2 separate regions of the Zea mays genome follow, and region 2 is linked to region 1. The links are chromatin contacts, called in public Hi-C maps. All regions are on one chromosome and are shown on one strand. Each heading gives the region's core, a stretch centred on a gene start, on an enhancer-like site or on the middle of the called end of the contact. The rest is flanking DNA. Distances are from core to core; before and after follow the strand shown.

The links. A called contact is a pair of places that touch in the nucleus more often than the background predicts.
Region 2: a contact with region 1 is called in a Hi-C map of bundle sheath, with 1.9 times the contacts expected there. The contact joins the promoter of LOC100277065 here to the enhancer-like site in region 1. A contact is called at or near these places in 2 of 25 Hi-C or Micro-C datasets (bundle sheath and endosperm).

The regions. Positions count from the first base shown.
Region 1 is chr1:95,035,086-95,041,803 of Zm-B73-REFERENCE-NAM-5.0, forward strand. No RefSeq gene overlaps it. Among protein-coding and RNA genes, the nearest start is that of LOC100381684, 63 kb to the right of the region's middle. Within about 2 kb of position 3,791, at least 17 of the 20 cell types and tissues checked have an H3K27ac peak or open chromatin away from gene starts, as enhancers often do. A contact at or near this core is called in bundle sheath, where this site is marked.
Region 2 is chr1:95,281,951-95,288,668 of Zm-B73-REFERENCE-NAM-5.0, forward strand. It overlaps LOC100277065, which reads left to right and starts at 2,722. Exons shown (of 2, transcript NM_001150732.2): 1 at 2,722-3,766; 2 at 3,865-4,253. The coding sequence starts at 2,815. The coding sequence ends at 3,911.

The sequences.
Region 1 (6,718 bases), core at 2,541-5,040:
AAGAGTTTAATAAGAGAAGACTACATCCTGAACTATGGATCTTGATTCCTCTTGAGGTTGGATTTGACTCATCTCCTCCCTTGTCGAGGTTGAGCACTCTTTTCAGACCTTGGTGTCTTTCTTCCCGGATAGGAACATGTGGTTAAGACAGATTTGTAGGTGACAAATAGGTAGAGCCGCTAGTTTAGTAGGTGACTAAGAGTTAAATGGGATTGGCCTGACTTAGTTTGGTTGTTTGCTTCTAGATTGGTTGGATAAGTTATGTAACCTATTATGTAGGTCAAGTGGTTGTATATGGCCAAACTAGTCTTAGGGCACCAGTTTAGGTTAACACCTATTTATATGAATAAGGTCTAATCTATTTCACTAGTACTAACTAATCTGGTAATTATATTATTTAGATTAGATCTGGTCCCCCAAGATCACATTAACTTAGATTGGATCTAGATTAAATTGATATCACTAGATTAGACTAGATAAGATCTACTTAATTTATTTCGGACTAGATCATGCTTGTTACTTTAGAATGAGATAATCAAAGTGGTTAGGACAGGTTGGAATGAGAAGATAGAATCCTTTTAAGGTAAGATGGGTCTATAAGATAGATCTATTCTTTTTCAATGGGTGATAATCTATCTTTCTAAATATATTTTTGTCTCTATGTATTTAGATGCAATTGTGGATATTACTCCACAACTCATCACACTCAATCAAAGATCCAAATCAGACATGTATCACAAGAACAAACATTCAAGCATATAGATAAAAAAATAGTTTTGTTTTTTTTGTTCCTAAGAGTAGGTCTCCTATTCCTAAAAGTCACTTTAGGCACCAGATTTCAAAGTGTGAAATCCACATTTGTCTTTAGAAAAGAAAAGATAAGAGTAATCAGAGTAAAGCAGAAATAGATGAGAAAAGATTAAGAAGAGTTTAGAAAAGATCAGAGTAGCAAAGGTAAGTAGATAATGGTTGTCCAGTTCTATCTAGGTTTTGTCCTACAGTCAACATTCCTCTGATACCACTTCTGTCACACCCGGGTTTCGGGGCACCAAGACCCGGGCACGAACAATCACCAGTTGTGTTGGGACCAAGTCTCACACATATGATGAATCATGGCACAAGATCGAATGTCACATCTTTACTATATAATAGGAGTTCTGTACAAAATAAATAAATGATTACATTATAAGGAGACGACGGTCCAGCAACCCAAAGTTGACTGGGAGACGACGACCTAGACCTCTCACGAACTCGTCACAGCATCCTCCATGCGCCTCATCCTGTGGTACTTGTTCTTGACCTATGTGGGGTGTGAGACAGCAAGAGTGAGCTCACATACGTTCATCGCTCAACAAGTTGTGGGGAATAATGTGCATGAACTCGCCAAAGGTGGGAGCTCACGTGAAGTGTAAGGCTTACCAAAGAGGATGGCTAAAGCTAAGCATTGTTTTTAAAGTTGGTCAAAATTTTATTAGCAATTACTAAGTATAAGTAAATACCAACCTAATTAAGTAGTAGAACAAAAGTAACAACAACATCACCTGCGATGCAATGCATATGACAAATTGAATTTAGTTCCATAAATTAATCATGTGAGTGTCCAAGCTGCTCATGACCGTGAGCACGGCTAGTATACCAGTTTTACACTCTGCAGAGGTTGCGCATCTTTACCCACAAGTCATGTTACCCATCTGCCAAGAGACGGCCAATCCCATACACCTCTACCGAGGAGGCGAGGCAGGGTAACACTACGAGGCCTTAACAAAGTTCCACTAGCTTTAGAAAACTCGCTACAGTTTATAGGAAGCTCCAGTGCAGGAATCCCTCGCCTCACCGCCATCGCAACAAAATCATCCAAGGACCTCCCTACACTGACCACTCCCCTACTGCCCTTGCCCCTTTCGGGTAAGGTAGTCATCCACTAGCTTTCCTAGTTAATCAGCCAAGGGCGTCCCATTAAACCCTTGTGGTAGCACTGTTTTCCCGGGTGGTTCTCCATGTTCCCATTAACATAATGATCTTATCATGAACAGTAAATAATGAACAGATAATAAAAAGTGTAATCATGAGTAATGAATATCTCTATACCCAAAACCACATAAAGCAATAGCATGTACTACCCAAAAATCAGTGGTGAACAAGGTATAAAGATAGTCAAACTAGGGTAACCTATTGGGTCCCATCAAAATTAACCTATGCAGATCATTATGATTAATCAGAACATGACTGGGTAATAAGAAGTGATCAAGGGCACAATTTGCCTGTCACTTGAGATTCCAGGTACCAACTTGCTCTTCAGATGACACGTGACCTCGCGCTAGTCGTAGCAATACAAACAAACATAGTATGGACAAAATTGACATCACACCAAACATAAGAATAAATTGCATAATAATGATCTACGCGTTGTAACGAGATTGTGGGTTCGAGAACCACTAAAATCGGAGTCAAGTTAAGGAGTTATGGTTTATAAAAGATCTATGTGATTTAAATGTCAAACTATATTATAATTTGGTTAGTATAAATAATATGAGAGGTTATTCCATAAATAATTATTTCAACTTTAATCTAAGTTATAAATTGACCATAAATTATATTCTAGTGAATTATAATGATAAGCAGATTAACCAACATAAGTTAAATGGAGATCTAATTATATAGTAATAAGACATGGTATAATAAATGTTGTTATGGCATAGTACATACTTATACGAGACCAACACAACTTGAACGGATCAAATAAGAGTTAGAATGGATTTTCTATGAATTAAATAAGTTTCTGGATTTATTTTTATATTAACAATTCATTTTATGATTTAATTATGAATTTCTCTATTAATTCTAGATCGGGGACACTATTTTGACAAAGTCCACGATGCTCTGCACAAGATTTTCGGGACAAACTGTAATAGTTTTCAACAAGCGAGGATGGCGGGTTTATTTCTGAAAATGGCAGGGTCTCTTTCGCATAATCCCCGACCGAAGGGGTACAAGTGAACGCAAACCGCTCAGATTAGACCCAATGGTGCAGATTGGATTTGGGCACTTTATAAACCGGTGCGCGAGATTAACCACACGATCCAGATCCTACGCATAGGATAAGCTCGAGCGAAACGTTACCTCGACCATATGATCTGAGCCGCGCATTTCCTGATCGACGGCCCAAGAGTCATCTTCATCCTCCCCTCCGACTAAGCCAGATAGCAGCGCGCCTGCCACCATGGCGAAGCTGCCCGTCGGAGCACCACTGCCCGAGACCACGAGCCCAACTCCCACATGGGCAATTCCGCAGGCATTCAACGAAGCATCCCGAGCATCCATGCGCCAAGGCAACAGCACAACGAGCTGCACCGCGGCGGAGCTTTCTTCCCGGCTGTCGTGCTGCGGCGAGGAGGCCCGGTCCACCAAACGGCACAAGCACAGGAAAGTTCCCGGGCGCCTATGGTGCTGCGAATACCCTAGGACTCCGCACCATAATCAATCGCGGGGGAAACCGAGACAAGCACGGCGGTGGCCATCTACTCTCTCCTGGCGGTCTCTCTTCGCTCTCTCCCATAATGGCGCTTGCATGAGGATGCAGAAAACAACGTTTTTTGGAAGAACTGGGGATTGGGAGGGATGGCTCGGCTGGTCGTATAAATACACCAAAGGTGTCGAGTCCCGGCCGAGGCGGATGTCAGTTAGGTGGTTACAACTACTCGGGTTGTTACGATCTCTGGAGCTTCTGTTGATGTCCGTTTCGCTGCACGAGATGAACGATGACGTGAGCAACAGGAGCCCCACGCGCACTCGCCAACATGCTGACCTGAATTTGCATGATGACGTCACTACTTGCATCAGCATGACATAAGCTCCGTCTAGTTGAATAAAGAAAGTGGAAATTCACGTCTCCAATGTGGTACGTCTGGAGTAGTAGTTTTATCTTTTTTTTGTTTCTCATTTTCCGATTTCAGTTTTAAATCCCAACTTCAAATTTTTATTCCAGGTTTTAGACTTTGATAAAATTCACAACAAATAGACAAAATATCCAACATGAGATGCAAGTATTTTTTATTGATTATCTTACCCCGTTATTTGGGAAATTATTTTAAATATGCAATGCACACATGAAATGTTTTTTAAGAAAATATGGTTTAAGTGTTTTAGTTAAAATTTCATTTAAAGTGAATATTCATTACTTGATTATTTTAGGAGAAAATAATGTATATTCTTTCTATCATGAGTTACTTTAACACATAAAAGAATATTTTATATACAGTCTTAGAAGGGGATAATTCATTCTAATAAATTGAAGCCCTTTTCATTATTTCTTGAAATTTACAAACTGAATTTTTATTTCTGTTTTACCTTAACTAATATTGTTTAAAGTTTCTATTTATTTTTAGAAAAAGGTGGATTCCAAAGTATACCTATTCATTAGGGGCACTTTACTTTGATTCCTGTTACTAGTCCCCAAAATCAGGATTTTGGGCGTTACAGCCCATCAATAGCACAAGATGTGAGCGCAACTGGGCTGGTGCGGGGAAGAGAGTGGAGTGGGCCGAATGGAGCTCCGAGGCCCAGGTAGGTTCTTTTCTATTTCTTTTCTTTTTTTGTTTTTATTTCTCTTTGCTTTGGATTTCAAATTCAAATTGAAATTTGTGTTGCCAAATTCTTACTCAGATAAAATACACAAATTCAAATACCATTATGAGAAAGGTTTATTTATTTATATATGTAATTTCTTTGTATTGTATAGCATCTTCCTTCTCTTTCTCCAAATTCTAGTTTGTAAATTACATCTAAATTCCAAATGTGAACATTAATATATTTCTACTAACATTATTATTATTATTGTTAAATGCACACATAAATAAACTCCAACATAATGCAATAGATATATGTTTATTTTAATTATTTTATTTATTTGATAGATGTTAGAAATATGAAACACACTCCTATTGTTTTCTTTTCTTTTTAGAGAAATAGCATTTTGAATGTGAGATAAGAAGTAAAAGTTACTTTAAAATTAAATATTCATGTAAATAAATGCTTATGGTGCATCATTTAATGATATGCCTAATCATTTAGTTGAATTGAGAACTTTTCTATTACTTCTTTTCTAAAATAATTCTTGATTTTCAAAAATCCAGTCCTCAACTTTCAACACTCAAGTATAATTTGAGATATCTGAATTTGCTAATTTATTTCTTCATATATTTATTTTATTATTATTTTTATACAAATTTTGGGCCTTACATTATCCTTGTTACAAGGGTAAGCTTTAAGCTCTTTGACAAGAATATTACTTCGCCCAGACTTAACAAAATTGCATTCAAGCATGAATGAAATCTTGAGAGGTTAAACTAGGTTGGAAGCAGGGTTATGCATAGACATTGCTTTTTATTCCTCTTGTAACTAAAAATACGCAACATACGTACAAGAGGGAAAATAAGTACAAGTGTAAATGATAGGAAGTAGTTTACCCTTTTCGTACCTGCACATGGAGATACTCTCATGATTATACTTTGTCCTTAGTCTTGGTTACTTGAGTCCTATGCTCAAGACAATATATAGAATTATTTTGCACAAGAGAGAATTCTACAACTAGTGATCCTTTTCTTTAAACAAATCATTTCTATCGAATATCAAGCAGATCACTTAATTGCGTATATCTTATCCTAAATTCTCATTTTAACTAAGTCCATACATAAGAGAGACATCAATTGATAGTACATAAAGCATTAAGAAACATAAGTATCAATTGAAGATATTCAATGACAGATGTGATCAAATGAACAACATATGCACCAGATTATCAAATAAGCTTATGATAGGAGAATCTAGTAAATATACTACTTTAATAATGAAAGTTGTAATCCAAGATAAAAGTGATACTTCTTTACCAAAATGGATTGACTTGTAGTAGCATACTTCATGAGAAACTTATTCTCAAACTTGAGACTGCATGAGATGACTAAGAGAACATGTTAGTCTCAACATAATCAAGATATAGAAAGTGCCCCCCTAAGAATATTCATTGAAGATCTTGATCAAGGCATAGTGAATTTGCAATAATGAGCTTATGCCTGGTATTCTCCAAATGAAAAAGGTTTAGAATACTTACAACCACACCATTGATTAATTTGAAGATCTTATTGTCTAAGTTGGTGTGGTTGTTGTTGAAATATTCTTTTTCATTGGAGTGTCCGCCCTTTATAGTTGTCTCTTTTTCCTTTCAAATTTATTGAAAATACTCGAAAGAGAGATATTAGCAACACAAGGGAGTATATGATAAATGATGATTTCTTTAGATAAGAGATACATACAAATCATCATCCATAAGTCACACAGACATGATGTGAAGTCCTTAATATTAGTGCATAGCTTCAGAAGAACAATATGCACATTTTAGCATTTAAAACCAACATAGGAATTTTATTCTTCATATTGATGTTTCTCCACATAGGATTGATTAAAATAACTTATAAGCATATCAATATGAGAACAACTATTACAAAGACATGAATTAGATTCTATTACACTAGTGCACATATGAAAGCAATCAATATTATATGCACTTTTAGCGGTTTTAAGCCAAATAAGGAATCTAATCTTCACATTGGTAATTTTTTTCTTTAAATAAAAGATATTATGACAGTTTTAAAGAAATACCAATTGATAGGAACTATTATTGATTGGATATTGCTAAGGAAATGAGTTCTCATACCTTTGCTTT
Region 2 (6,718 bases), core at 1,472-3,971, 250 kb after region 1:
TCGTTGGCTGATTTCTCTGTCGATGGGCACATCGGATAGTTCGATGGTGCATCGGACATAGTACTGTTCACTGTCCGGTGCATGCCACGTCAGCTGACCGTTGAGGTATGGAGCTGTTGACCGTTGAAGACTTCTGTCCTTTTGGTGCAACGGACAGTCCGTTGCGACCTATTGTCGCAGACTGTCTTCTGACTTCTGGCACTGCAGACTACGGGCGCAGTTCCGCAGTCGACCGTTGGTGGAGTCGATCGTTGCTCCGAGGACACACCGAACAGTCTGGTGATTTTTAGTGGACGAGCTCCGAGAAAACTCGAGAGCAACCAGTTCGCGGAGTGCTCCATCCAGGGCACCGAACAGTCCGGTGCGCCACTGGCTGCAGCAAGTCTGTTGTGCTCCAAACTTGTAGAATTGTCCCACTGTCATTTTCTTTGTATGTGTATATGAACTTTATGCACCTGAGAAAAATATTGACTAGAAAAACTAGTTAGTCCACATGGTTTGTGATGTACGTCAAACACCAAAATCGATTATAGGAAATGTTGAGGCCATTTCCCTTTCAGTAATACTCAAACACTCAGCCTCGACAGGAATTAGGGTGTTATGCATTCCAGCGGCCGAACCTGTATAAACTCTTGTGTGATCTGACGTGCACTCGCACATACCATCAAGTCAAAATCAATGATGTCGTCCTGCCTAAAAGCATCATGTGGGGAACCCCGTGGTGCGCGGTCGGGTCATAAACACCGACAGAGACCCAATGTTATTTTAATAAAATATATTCTCTAAGTATGAATGGAATAACATTCTGATATGTTATACCTTTGACTGTTCAAAATCATATAACATTGACTCTATATCTTTATGGATCACTTGATTTAAACATATATATGAGGGTTTCTAATAGAATCTTTATACCATAACCAAACACAAATTCAAACATATATTATGTAAAGCTTCAAAACTCACTTTATGGCTTAAGTAGTTGGAGAGATTGTGGTATAACTGACTTAGTGAGTTCCTTCTACAAAAGGGATAAACTAACAATGATGATTGGCCATGTATTTAAATGGTACACGAGATCTTCTATTATTTTTCCATAGTAACCCAAATTATAATAAGGTTAGATACACTAATTCTTGCTATTTATATGATCCCATAATGGCCTATCACATATAGGCTTACATGAAGGAACAACTATTTCATGGAAGTCTTCAAGTGACTACCTCAAGAAATCACCGTGAAATAATTGCACTATATAAGGCTTTTACGTGAATGTGTTTGGCTTCACAGAATGATCAACCACATACAACAATCATGTGGCATTTGTGCCATCGATTCACTCACTGATATCCATGAAGACAATTCTGCTTGTGTTACACAAATATAGACAGACTACATCAAGAACAACATAACAAATATATTTGTCCTAAGTTGTTTTATCCCATAAATTAAAAAAAGGGTGAAGTAAACATCATGTAAACCAAATTATGTGATAATCTCAATAATTTATTCACGAAGCCCTTACCAAATTCATCGTTTTAGAAATGTGTTCATGAAATTAGTTTAAGGTGACTTTGAGATTTGCAAGGTTAGGGGGAGAAATATCTTAGACGTTGCATTATCCGGCCTGTAACTATCAGGTTTCTTTCTTTCTGGTGACGGTGCAGCTCGGCGCGAGGCTTGTCACGGTGGTGACGGCGGCGCCGGAGCTGTCGATGCTGCTGTGCGGGCTTGCCGCGCCGCTCGGCAGCGGAGACGCGTCCCACGAGATGATTGGCTTCGGGACCGGCTTCTCCCGGCCGTCGACAGCGACAAAGACGGTGTCTATCTCGTCCACCGGCTCCGGCGGGTGGCTCGCCCCGGAGAAGGAGCTCCTCGGCGGCGCGTCTCCGTCCGCCTCGTCGTCGCTGGACGCAATGCTGATCCTGACCTTGTCGAACTCGAACCCAAGAACCTTCTCCGCCGTTACCTTGCCGTCTCCATTCCTCACCCCGTCGCGCCGCCCATCTGGAGTTCGAACACCTCCGGGATGAACCGAAACTGGAAGTCCTGGTACTCCGGGTCGGATCCCGGATCCAGGGGCGCCTCCAGCTCCTGGGTGCGAAAGGGCGTGTGCGTTGCCGTTCCTCCTGGTGATGTTCGGCGTGCTGTGAGCGCCACCGCTGCATTGCGGCGTGGACAGCTTCTTTGGGTGTGTGATGTAACGGACAAAAGAGGTTGGGGAAGTGACACTGTAGTGGCGGAGACCATATTCCTTTCCTCTCACACTGTTCTAGCCTTCTAGGGATCTTCTCGTTCACAAATCACAGCCCACGGGCCACGGTGACCTTTTTTATTCTATTCTAGAGAAGGGAGAAAAGAGAAAGGGCCGGATTCTCCTCCTCTTTATTTATCGAAAGAAGCGAGGGAGCACAGCTTTCCATGATCTGATCCCAGATCGATCATTTCATTTGTTTTCCGTGCTATACAGAAGCTGACGAAAGACGGCCTCGCTCAAAGCGGCGGCGGCTGCATTCTCGTCCTTTCAGGCGCCGATCTCGTTTTCAAGAGCAGCGGAGCGTAGTCAGAGCTACTGTGCCAGTGCTAGTAGGGCACACGATGAAGCTGTGTGTGGCATTAAACAAAATCAAAAGAAAGGTAAAGGCAAAACGTCGGTAACGAAAAGCAAATGATGCTGCCCAACTCTCCCTCTTCCAAAGGAAGCAACGAATCGATCTGTTCATAGCACACCCGGCCCCAAGGCCCTCTGTAGGTGTTCAATTCCTGCCACTCCCCGCTTCCACTTTGGCATCTTGCTCGCACCGGGGCAAGGCAATGGCGCCGCCGCGTCGCTACCTGGCCGCGTTGCTCGCTCTGCTATGCGCGTGCACCACCACGATGCCGCCGGCGGGCTCCGTCGTCGCGGCCGCGAACGTACCGATCACTACGTGCCGGTCGTTCTGCGGCAACATCACGGTGGACTACCCGTTCGCGCTGCACCCCGGATGCGGCCACGCGGGGCTGCGGGACCTGCTCTTCTGCATCAACGGCGCGCTGATGCTCCACCTCCCCTCGGGCTCCTACCGCGTGGTCGACGTCGACTACGCGTACCGGGGCCTGACCCTGCACGACCCGGCCATGTCCGACTGCCGCGCGCTGGACCTCGCCCCGGCTGGGCGGGGCAACGGCTTCGTCCTCGAGCCGTGGCGGGAGCCGTACCTGTCGCCGGACCCGGACAACGTGTTCCTCCTCCTAGGCTGCCGAGCCACCTCGCCGCTGTTCCAGGGCTTCCCCGACCGCCACCTCCCCTGCCGGAACGTGTCTGGGATGGGGTGCGGAGACTACCTCGGCTGCCTCGCCTGGGACGACTACTACGCCGGCGGCGGCGGGCGGCGGGGCCCGTCGTCGGGCGACGCCGCGGGGCAACCGCCCGAGTGCTGCGCGCTGCCCTGGGGTGCCATCCGGGCGGTGAACGTCAGCCGGCTCGAGTGCGAGGGGTACAGCAGCGCGTACAGCCTCGCGCCCGTGCGCGCCGAGGGCGCCGCCGCGGGCTGGGCGTACGGGATCCGGGTGTCGTGGACGCTGCCCGAGTCCAACCGCGGATTCTGCGGCGCGTGCCGCGCCACGGGCGGGGCGTGTGGCCATGACACGGAGAGCCACGCCGACCTGTGCCTCTGCGGGGACTGGAACTCCACCTCCAACTGCGACTCCTCGGCCGACGCAGCACGGTCGGTCGCCGCCACGCTGCCCGCTGTCGCCGCGCTTCGCTGGGCCATCCTCGCCTCAGGTACGTACAACACGTACAAACCGTTTGCGTGCCCACACGCTGTCAGATTTCCACGCTCCTCGTCATTCGTCTGACTACTGTTCCACTTGTGTTGTAAGGATTGACGTCACTATGGTACTACGCGTCGACGACATCAAATATGTGATGGACGGTGGATTCATGCTGTGATCGACAACTGCCCTTCAAACAACAGTACACACCACCTAGAGAAAGACGATGCGTTTCAGGAGCTTGAAACGATCGAATTTCAGAACCCACGATCACTATCCATACTGGTTTATGTTTACAATCACTCGTAATGGACAAAAGGCCAAAGACGATCATGTTTGTTGTAGCAAGGATATTTTTCCCGTTTGGATGTATCCCTTTATGTCAACAGACTCGTTTGGATGTGAGTTTTGTCGCACATTAGTAGCTGCACGATGTTGTACGGGTCAGTCGGCTGTATACTGACGATGGTTTGATGGTTGATGGACATATGGTTAAACGTAGCGTCCGAGCTGTTTTTGCTTTTTTACAAAGTTTTCATTAATATAACAACGAGAGCTAATTCATTTGTCGAAACATAAGGCATCGGTGACACCGGCTAGAGGAGTCGGTGTAAGATCTAGGACACCGGCTAGAGGAGGGTGGATAAACAGTTTTGACTAAAATCACAAACACTAGAGAAATTTAATCAATATGACAATATATATAAATTCTCTAGCTAAGATAAGTAAGAAACCTAGAAGGAACAACAATAACAATACTAACAATAAACAACAATTCACTAGTCATAAGCTATTGCAAGAGAACGAGTAAAAAGCCATATTTTTCCCATGTTTCGGTGATTTGCCCATCACCCCTAGTCCACGTTGAGGTGGATTCCAAGCTCTTGCTTGCTCCAATATCAAGACACGGCTTGATCTTCTATCAAGCTTGTACCATAAGTCCTTACAAGGTAATTTTCTAGAATGTTAACATGTTTCAAACATGGCACGATTGCCTTGGGTATCCTCATGTAGGGATGATAAGGAAAATTATAAGCAAGTCTATTGTTCACACTTTATGTGATCCCAAAATTATCTAATCCTTAAATTTTGTGTGCACCACATGGCCACTAGAAACTAATTTTAAGGCCCTCTTACCTCAAAATTTATGACAAACCTTTAAAGTCCCTTGAACACATTCAATGTGACATATGTGGTCCCATTCAATCTTTGTCTAGACCCTTCAAGTATTTCATGGGTCTAATAGACACATATACATGATGGTATCATGTGTTCCTTATTTCCACATGGAACGATGCATTTGCCAAAATTGTTGCATAAGTTATTAAACTTAAAGCACAATATCATGAACATCAAAACCAATCAATCTAAATGGATAACATTGGTCAATTTCTTTTGATTATATTCTCTTCAATGATTATTGCACGACTTTATAAATTCAAGTTTAGCACTCAGTCCTATATGTTCATACTTAAAATGATTTGGCAAAATGTCTCATCAAGAGAATGAATCTTATCATAAGACCTTTTTATACAATTGCAAGCTGCCAACATCATGTTGGGGTCATGTAGTATTACAAGTTGCTAAGTTGATTCAATTGCATCGAACTGCATATCGTGCAACTTCCCCATTGAATCTATTACGTGGAAATACACCAAATATTTCCCATCTATGGTAGTTCAATTGCACTCCATATGACATAATGTACATCTATGGGTTCACATAGGAAATTAGGGATTTATGTCGGATATGAGTCTGTGTTGATTATTAAATATTTGAAACCCCTTATATGGGATCAATTTATGGCTATGTATATTGATTGTATCTTCACTAAAGATCATTTCCCAGCATTATGGAGAGGAATTGGAAACCAAATATAATGCCAAGGAATCGATTGTGATGCCATAGACATCTTCAATTCTGATCCACACAATTTAGGAATCGAGCTTCAAGTTCCAAAAGTCATTAAATTGTAACACATTCCAAATGACAAGGCATATGCATTTACTGATTATAAGGGTGTTAAAAAATCCTAAATTGTACATGAAATATAATAATAAGTGTAGAGGTAGTAAATAAAACTACTCAACTCCCAAGTAAGAGGGGGAGAAGCACATATATTTCCATGGATGCACCTTGTACCAAGTTAAAGATAATGAAGAAGGAATATTATAATATAGTAAATGCAACTCAACCTCAAGTTAAGAGACATTATGTGCAGGTTCAATTTTTGCATCCCACATCAATAGTGCACTAAATTATTGATGTTGGAACATTAGAACACCTTGATGCAATCATTTTGTGAAATAATTTTACATGATAAGGGTATATAAAATTTCCATCAATTACATTGAACATGTAGAATCATACGATAGAAAGTCTACAATTGTTGACATCTATTTCTTTGAAGCAATTGATAAAAGCAATTGAACCTATAGAAGCTGTTCTGACTCGCCAGAGGCTATCTCTGGGCGGGAGAAGCAGTCACGACTCGACCGAGGGGAACCTCGGGCAGGAGATGCAGTCACGACTCGCCTGAGGCTAACATCGGGCAGGAGTCCATGGGCCGCTTGATGCGCCTCCCGATGACTTGCCTATCAAGGCATGCCCTTGGGCCGTAACCAAGCTGGATGAGCTCGAACCAAGGAGACGAATACCAAACGACCGAGTTATGCGCAGAAGGAATGTTGATACCTCGAGCAGGGAGGTTGAGCATACCTGAAGAGCTAGATACTCAGAGATAACTCGGGTGAAGGGAAAATGAACTCTGGATAAGTAGGAATGCATGTCGTGGATAGATACAGATAGAGTTAGATAGTCATCATGACTTGTAAAGGGTTAATCCTTTGGTCATCTATATAAGGCCGAGGGGTACTGAAAGTAGCCTAGAGGGGGTGAATAAGTGAAACTTGAAAATTATAAACTTTGAACATGCACTATACCCGGGATTAGTGTTAGAAAT